Regions from separate parts of the Astyanax mexicanus genome. Here region 1 is linked to region 2. The links are chromatin contacts, called in public Hi-C maps. All regions are on one chromosome and are shown on one strand. The core of a region is the stretch at or near the end of the contact, and the rest is flanking DNA. Distances in the headings are between cores, read along the strand shown.

What was found. Hi-C and Micro-C count contacts between places; a contact is called where the count stands out from the background.
Region 1: a Hi-C map of muscle shows a contact between it and region 2, with 5 times the contacts expected there. The contact joins the enhancer-like site here to the promoter of LOC103023355 in region 2. A contact is called at or near these places in 2 of 3 Hi-C or Micro-C datasets (both in muscle).

The regions. Positions count from the first base shown.
Region 1 is chr10:45,956,467-45,960,145 of AstMex3_surface, forward strand. All of the region lies in intron 2 of LOC111195807 (a long non-coding RNA gene), which reads left to right. Among protein-coding and RNA genes, the nearest start is that of LOC111195807, 7.0 kb to the left of the region's middle. Within about 2 kb of position 1,750, the one cell type or tissue checked has an H3K27ac peak away from gene starts, as active enhancers do.
Region 2 is chr10:45,914,651-45,918,431 of AstMex3_surface, forward strand. It overlaps LOC103023355 (serine protease 23), which reads right to left and starts at 1,431. Exons shown (of 2, transcript XM_007243217.4): 1 at 1,094-1,431.

The sequences.
Region 1 (3,679 bases), core at 500-2,999, 42 kb after region 2:
CCAAAAAAGTAACTGAGTTACTAACTGAGTTACTCCACTATAAAAGTAACTAGTTACCAGTAAAAGTAACTATTGCGTTACCTGACGACTCAGCTTATCAGGTAACGCAGTATCTGTGCCGTTTTCTTTTTTTTTTTTGGTAATTCAAATCAAGCAACAGTTGTAGTCAATCGTAAGTTTAAGATTTTTTATGAACCTCACTGTGATATATATCTATAAATAGTTCTATAAATCCGTTTTCAGCTTCTCCTCCGTGGTTGAAAGGCAGCTGTTCTGTGTGTTTGAGGCTTGTATCACACACAGCTGTTAACGGCGTTATAGTTACAGTCAGAGTAATTAGTTAGATTACTCGTTACTGAAAAAAGTAACTCCGTTTATTTCGACGCCGTTACTCCCATCACTGGCCCTCTTGAGTAAGAAAATCTATATCTTGAGGATTTCTGTTGTAGCAGTACATTAAAATGTTTCATGTTTGATGAATGTTACTGAAAATTATAATGGTAAAAAATATATATAATATAAAATAAAATATAAAATTATAATGTGGAGTAGAAAGTGGACAGGCAGCTTCTCCAAGTGTCCTATAAGAGTCTCCAAAAAGTTTTCAGAATGTAAAACTTATTTTAATGCAGAGGAAAAGGTTTTGGTCACCGACACCTGTAGCCCATATACGGGCCAAGGCCTGTAACACAAGAAGTCTCAAAGTGACACATACTGAACATCATGAAATCATCACACAGTGACTGTCTGACCTTTAGCTACCTGACCTTATTTACAGAATGTAGGAGTGCTGGGTTAGTGCTGAATTTAGAGAGAGATCTTTTTAAATATCTGCTCCAACCAGTTTATCAATCCAGTTTTAATAAATGCTTTACCTTCTGTATAACTATTTTTGACCTGATTTCAAGAACAAAATGTCAAAATACAATCTTAAAATGTTTTACAGTCATGTTCCCTCAATAAGCAAACAACATTGATGTCCTGCTCACTAAATGTATTAATATAAATATACAGAAATTGTTCCGGGCTCTTAAAATAATCTTCATTCTTGACTCAGATTGGTCCTTAAGGCTAAGCGCTGCTACTATGACCGGGAGATCGCCGGTTTCGAATCTTGTTCATGTAGCTTGCCATCAGCTACTGGAGCCCTGAGAGAGCAAAATTGGCCTTGCTCTCTCTGGGTGGGTAGATGGTGCTCTTTCCCCTCGTCACTCTGAAAGGTAATGCCGATCAGCACAAAGCATCTCTGAGATAATGTACCGGGACTGAGTCGCTGCGCTTTCCTCCAATTGCACTGTTTATTCAGCAATACTGCATCAGTAGCAGTTTGAAAAGAGGCGGTGGCTGTTATAAAATATTCATTCTTTACTAACCTATCGTAGATAGTGCTCCATAGGCAAGATTGTGAGACACTGTGATGTGTACTATGTGCCCTTTTAGTTTTTCTCCCCTGCACTTCAATCAGCCAGTCTTTTCCGTGAGGTAACTTTTACAGGATTTACACTGTTAAAGGCAGCAGACCTCCACTGCAGCCCTGCTGCTCTAGCTGCTCTTTACAGCAGCAGAATATGAAACTCTGGGGACTAACCTTTTAAAATAAACTGCAGAATAAAACGAGAGACGTAGCAAAGCTTAATTGCCTGAGGTTCACCCTCACAGGCCTCCAGTGCTTCTGTACTGCTCGTGCTGGTGGTGGTGTTGCGGGTGAAGGGGGTGAGCAGAAACCCACCAGAGAGCAAGCATGATGAGTGAAGCCACAGAAGCTAACCAGCTTCCCGTGGCGCCTCATGTTTTATATGGACTTTCCTATGGAAAACCACCACGTCTACATCAACTTGTCTGGGCTATTTTCCTGATTAGGTGCAGGAGGTCCTGCTGAGGACAGAAACAGGAGTTAGAGGAAAAGTCTCTCAGGATTGTGGACTTTGCAGATTTCAGAAGGTAGATTCGTACATCAAGACATGAAAGTCTTTTTGAACCCTCCCAGAGACCTCCAGTACCAGGGTCAAAAAAATACTGTGAAAAGCCTAGATTTTTTGCAATGGCTGCATAGAATAATTAACAGTATTTCCAAAATACTCTGCACAAAATAAACTGGCAAAAATCAGACAAAACATATCAAAATTAAGATGTACCTGCTTATATTAATCAAAATCATTATGATTTTAAATCAAGAATTTGAATTGAATCTATTAAAATTCCCTGATTTTATAAATTAAATTTGGACACAATAATCAGAATAACTTGACTGCTTTATTTGGAGTTATAAGTACTTAAAATAAGGTGAAAAAGTCTTAAGGTTGTTGAAAAAATAAGCAAAATAAGCTTACACTTACAGTGCTTAGTAAAAAAAAAATGTATTGCCTTGAAATGAGATAATATATTTTGCCAAGTTTTAGTGAATTTTTTTGGGAGTGCAGGGATGCTCTTTATTTGAAAAAAAAAAAAATTTCTTTATTTGGGAGTGTGTGCTGTGGCATAACATACATGGGGAGTTTCCCAAACCAGAATTAAGCCAAGTCTTGGATTACACAGCATTTGAATGGGGATTTTTCATTTAAAGTAATAATTAGTCTTGCATTAGGCTTAATCCCTGTCGGGGAGCCCAGTATGTTATGTATTTATGTATTTCATGTGACCCTGTCTGGTAAAGGACCCAAGTCTTGCTTTCAGTGCTTTAAGATGTAGACCATTTATTTATATTTTAAATGTAAAGGATACTGATAGGCAAGGGGGGCTAACAGTGTGGCAGCAATCCTAATGACTATGCTAACAGCACAGTAGTTGTGCTGGGTAAGGCACACTGCTAATGTAGCTGTTATTAAACTTCAGAATCATTTAAGGTGGAAATGATTAATTCTGTTACAGAGAAAGGAGCAAGTCTGATGTTTTTTGTACCATTATTTCTTAAGAGTTTAACAAAAGCATTGATACCACTGTAAGGGTTATATCTTTACACTGTTTTTCTTTAATATAATATAATATTTGTTTCGAGCACAGAAAAACCCGTGTGAAACAACACATTAACCAAACTACTGATAATGTTACTTCACCTCACTGAGGCTTGGTGGAAAAATGTCAATGTGAAGGCGTCATTTACCACAATTTGTCAGTCAATAAGCAAAAACTCTTTAACTGAATCTATTGAGAGTGCACTCAGTCATAAACATATTTTCTTGCCAATACATAACCCTAGGACCAGCAACACCTGTACTAGGGAGTACTACCATTGAATTCTTCATATTGCTTTATGGGTCCCCTATAAGCAGCTGTAGGAGATTTGTAAATACTGTAAAGTCAACAGGTATTCAGACAGGCTGGTGCAGAGGCTAAGCAATCTCTAGTCATAGTCTGAGTTCCTGCTGTGTACACGCAAACAGCTGGTTTTAATATCAGCAAAACTGACAGCATACGATTGCTCAGCCTGTCCACAGACAGGAAGGAGAGCAGAAAGAATCTGGCTATCTTTAAAAAACAGCAGTGTCAGGGTCGAAGGTATGGACGTTCTGTCTTTTTTAATTGAGAAACAGTAAACAGAGCTAAGCAAACATAAAACAAAGCAAATTATGAAGCATATATACTCTGTAATAGCTTAAATCTATCAATATCATGGATCATAAAAGTGGCCATTGCAGTTTGGGAACCATAGTGCTGCCTTTAAGTCCACCTCAGAAATTCA
Region 2 (3,781 bases), core at 181-2,680:
GGGTTACAAAGTTGGCCAAATAAATCCTGTTACACTTATTTTAAAACAGTTACAGTCTCTTGAGAAGATTAAGACAAGAGATATGGATCAGGTTTTTGTCATTGCATATGACTATAGATGTATACTCAAGTACAGAATAGAAATATAAACGTCTAGCCAACCATAGTACAGCAGTATCAAGTATTAGGCAGTCATTTATCCTTCTAACTAACCATAATATCTAAGACCATATATAGCTAACCATAATATGTGCTAGCTCATTATTAGTACCTAAATGTGAATTATTAGGCACCAATTATACAGGGATATAATATGTCTCACCAACCACAGTACAGGAAAAAAAATGTCTAGCCTATCATTGTACAGAGATGTATTGAAATGTATATTTCTAGCCAACCACTGTACAGAAACCTGAAGGTACTAGGCAGTCATAGTACAGAAATATAAATGTATAGCCAATCACAGAACAGAAAACAAATATGGTACTATGCAGTTAGAGTACATAAATTAAAATACCAAATCAATCATAGAATATTAAAAATAAGCTCTAGGCAACCATAAAACAGAAATGTGAAAAACTAAGCAGGCATAGTACAGGAAAATAAACATATTGCCACTTACAAAAGAGAAATATGAATTTCCAACCAACCACTGTACAGAAACCTAAAGGTACTAAGCAATCATATTACAGGAATATAAACTTATAACCAATCATATAACATAAAGATGAGGTACCATGCAGCTATAGTACAGACATTTGAATATCTAATCAATCATAGTACAGAAAAAAAATAAACCTCTAGGCAAAACTAAAATAGAAATGTGAATAACTAAGCAGTCATAGTACAGGCATGTTAACTTATAGCCAATCACAGAACATAAAAAAATAAATACTTGAATATCTAATCAATCATGGTATAGAAAAATATTATTAAGCCAATCAAAGTACAGAAATGTGAAGTATTAGATCTTAACACATTTACATTATTATGATTATAAGATTATGAGATTTTAAGAACACGTACTGCCAGGTTATAATATTATAGCATATAGCAAAGTATAGAATATGTGATATTTCAGTTAAATACTTTACCTTGATCAGCAGAAACTGTTTTTATATCCAGATCCTGGTTTTCTCTCCCTGTGCACCAGCTCTCCCAGCTCTCAGCTTCTCTCCCATTTTCTCAGAGCTGCTGTGTGACAGGTTTTACCCTGAACTCCCACACCAGCCCACCCGCTGCCCACAGGACCCTCAGTCTGCCCGAGACCCCATCACTCCTCCGCTCTGCTGGATCTGTGTATCAGCTTCTCCCGGGCTCTAACTCATCCTCCGCGGGCAGGACAGCGATGTGCGCGGATCTGCTGGATCTTCAGTCTGTCAGGCGAGGCTGTGTGTGGAGTATCTGAGCCCACCTTCAGCTACCAGCACCACTGCAGCCCACTTCATTCCCCACCCGTTTTCAGACAGGCCCCGCCCCCTGGACCTGGATTGGCTGGAGTGTGTACTCTCCTGTGCTATGATTGGTCAGTTAGTCATGAACTGTTAAACATTCACAGAACTGTCCTACCTAAGGACCTACTTGCCACTACTAGTACAGAATTTTAGTACAGAACTTTTTTAGGACAGAAATGTGAAGTTATAGCTGAATATTATTTTGCCAATCACCAGCCATGTATAAAATACTAGAGAGCCAGACTTGAGTAGAAATAAAAGTACTCTATCAAAAAAGTGACTGAAGTAGAAGTTGAATTGTTTTTTAAGCACCATAATTAATTAAGTGGAAGTACAAAATAAAGTAAAGTATTTAAAATTATTTTTTGTACTTAAGTGTTGCAAGTAGTTTTAAAGTAGTATCATAAAATATACTACCCAAGTACTGAATGTCTTATAAAATAGCTTGATTGTTTAATTCCCCTTAATAAAGAGCAGCTTCATCAAACCCAGTGAGAACGTAGAGCAGTGATAATGTGAGTTTGAAATGTTTTGTAATTTTTTATAATTGTAAGAAGTAACAATACAGCACATAAACTATGTATCAGAGTAAAAGTATTAAACTCATTGAAAATATGTAGTGGAGTAAAAGTGGAAGTAGGAGAAAAAAAATAATACTCCAGTACATACAGATATAGTATTTTAGTACTTAAGTACAGTAGTGAAGTAAAAATAATACTCCAGTAAATACAGATACAGCATTTTAGTACCTAAGTACAGTACTGATGTAAAAATAATACTCCAGTAGATACAGATACAGCATTTTAGTACCTAAGTACAGTACTGATGTAAAAATAATACTCCAGTAGATACAGATACCGCATTATAGTACCTAAGTACAGTAGTAAAGTAAAAATAATACTCCAATAGATACAGATACAGCATTTAAGTACTTAAGTACAGTAGTGAAATAGTTCTGCTAGGCAGGAATATAAATGTACAAGCCAGTCATAATAAGGGACATACACCTTAGCAAATTATAGTACAGAAACATAAAGTATTAGACAAAATAAATGTTATCCACTATGCCCTATACTGCTCCTCAAGAGTCTCCACTCTGGTGACGTCAACAACACGCAGTGTTATTGGGCGAGAGTTTAACATGGGGCGCGGTTTTAATTAAAGAGTCATGTAGGACACACCCATTTCTCCACGTGTAGTTCCCGCGCGCTCAATACGCTGACAGAAACGTAAACATCACGGATAAAACGTCTTGGGTGTTCATTAAGATAGTACATGCATCTACGAGTAAGTAGCTGGTAGATAGTTGTCTTAAATACACTTTATTGTCTTCAGTAAAAACACTCACACGAAGGTTTTTGCAGTGTTTGAATTTACCATTCCACCTTAAAAGCTGCTGTGGCGACAGCAGTTTTAAATTTAAACGTCTTCAGCTTTTAAGGTGGAACAGAACATTACTATAAGAGTACAGGTGTAGTTTTATATGAACTGTTAATTTCTGCACAACATTAGCAGAAATGTATAAAACTCTAATTTACGCTTAATTTAACGTGTGCGCCGTTTTAAAACTCTAGAGTGGCGCACACGTTACATTAAGCGTAAATTAGAGTTTTATACATTTCTGCTAATGTTGTGCAGAAATTGAAATTGAAAATGAATTGAAAATGTAAACATACTCTAGTGGCTTTAGTAGTGAGGATATATGAGAAGTTCTACACTAAACTTAAATCAGGGTTTCTGCATGTTTGGGAAAACTATTTATTTAGACTTTTTTTTTTTTGGCTTTGTAATACCACTCTAAATTAAGGCATTAAAAAAAAAAAAAAAAAAACCCTACAATATTAAGATTACAGGCTTTAAAGTAAGTTTGTGGTTATTGTATTTTAACCAATATATTAAACCAAACATAACATGCATATCAAATCTTAAAACTGCAAAATTCAATGTGCGAAAATAAAAGCAAAACTGTGTTTACTGACTAACATTTTAAGACCTTTAGGTAATGGATTTAAGACATTTTAAGACAGAGTAAGGACTTATGTTTTTATACAAGAATTAAAGACTTTTAAAGGATATTTATACAATAAATCCATACATTGGTGTATAACCTTGTTAAAGTTAAATGAACCTGTATGATATTTTTTTTTTAACGTAATTTCAATGCTATTTAATGCAAACAAGTGTGACAAACAACCTTACCTGCAATCATATTTTAACTAGGACTCTAGATTCCAGTCAGTCATGGTGCAAAAATATATATGAACTTAAAATATAACCAATAATAGTATAGAAATGCACATTTCTTGCCAGTCATAGTACAAACATGTC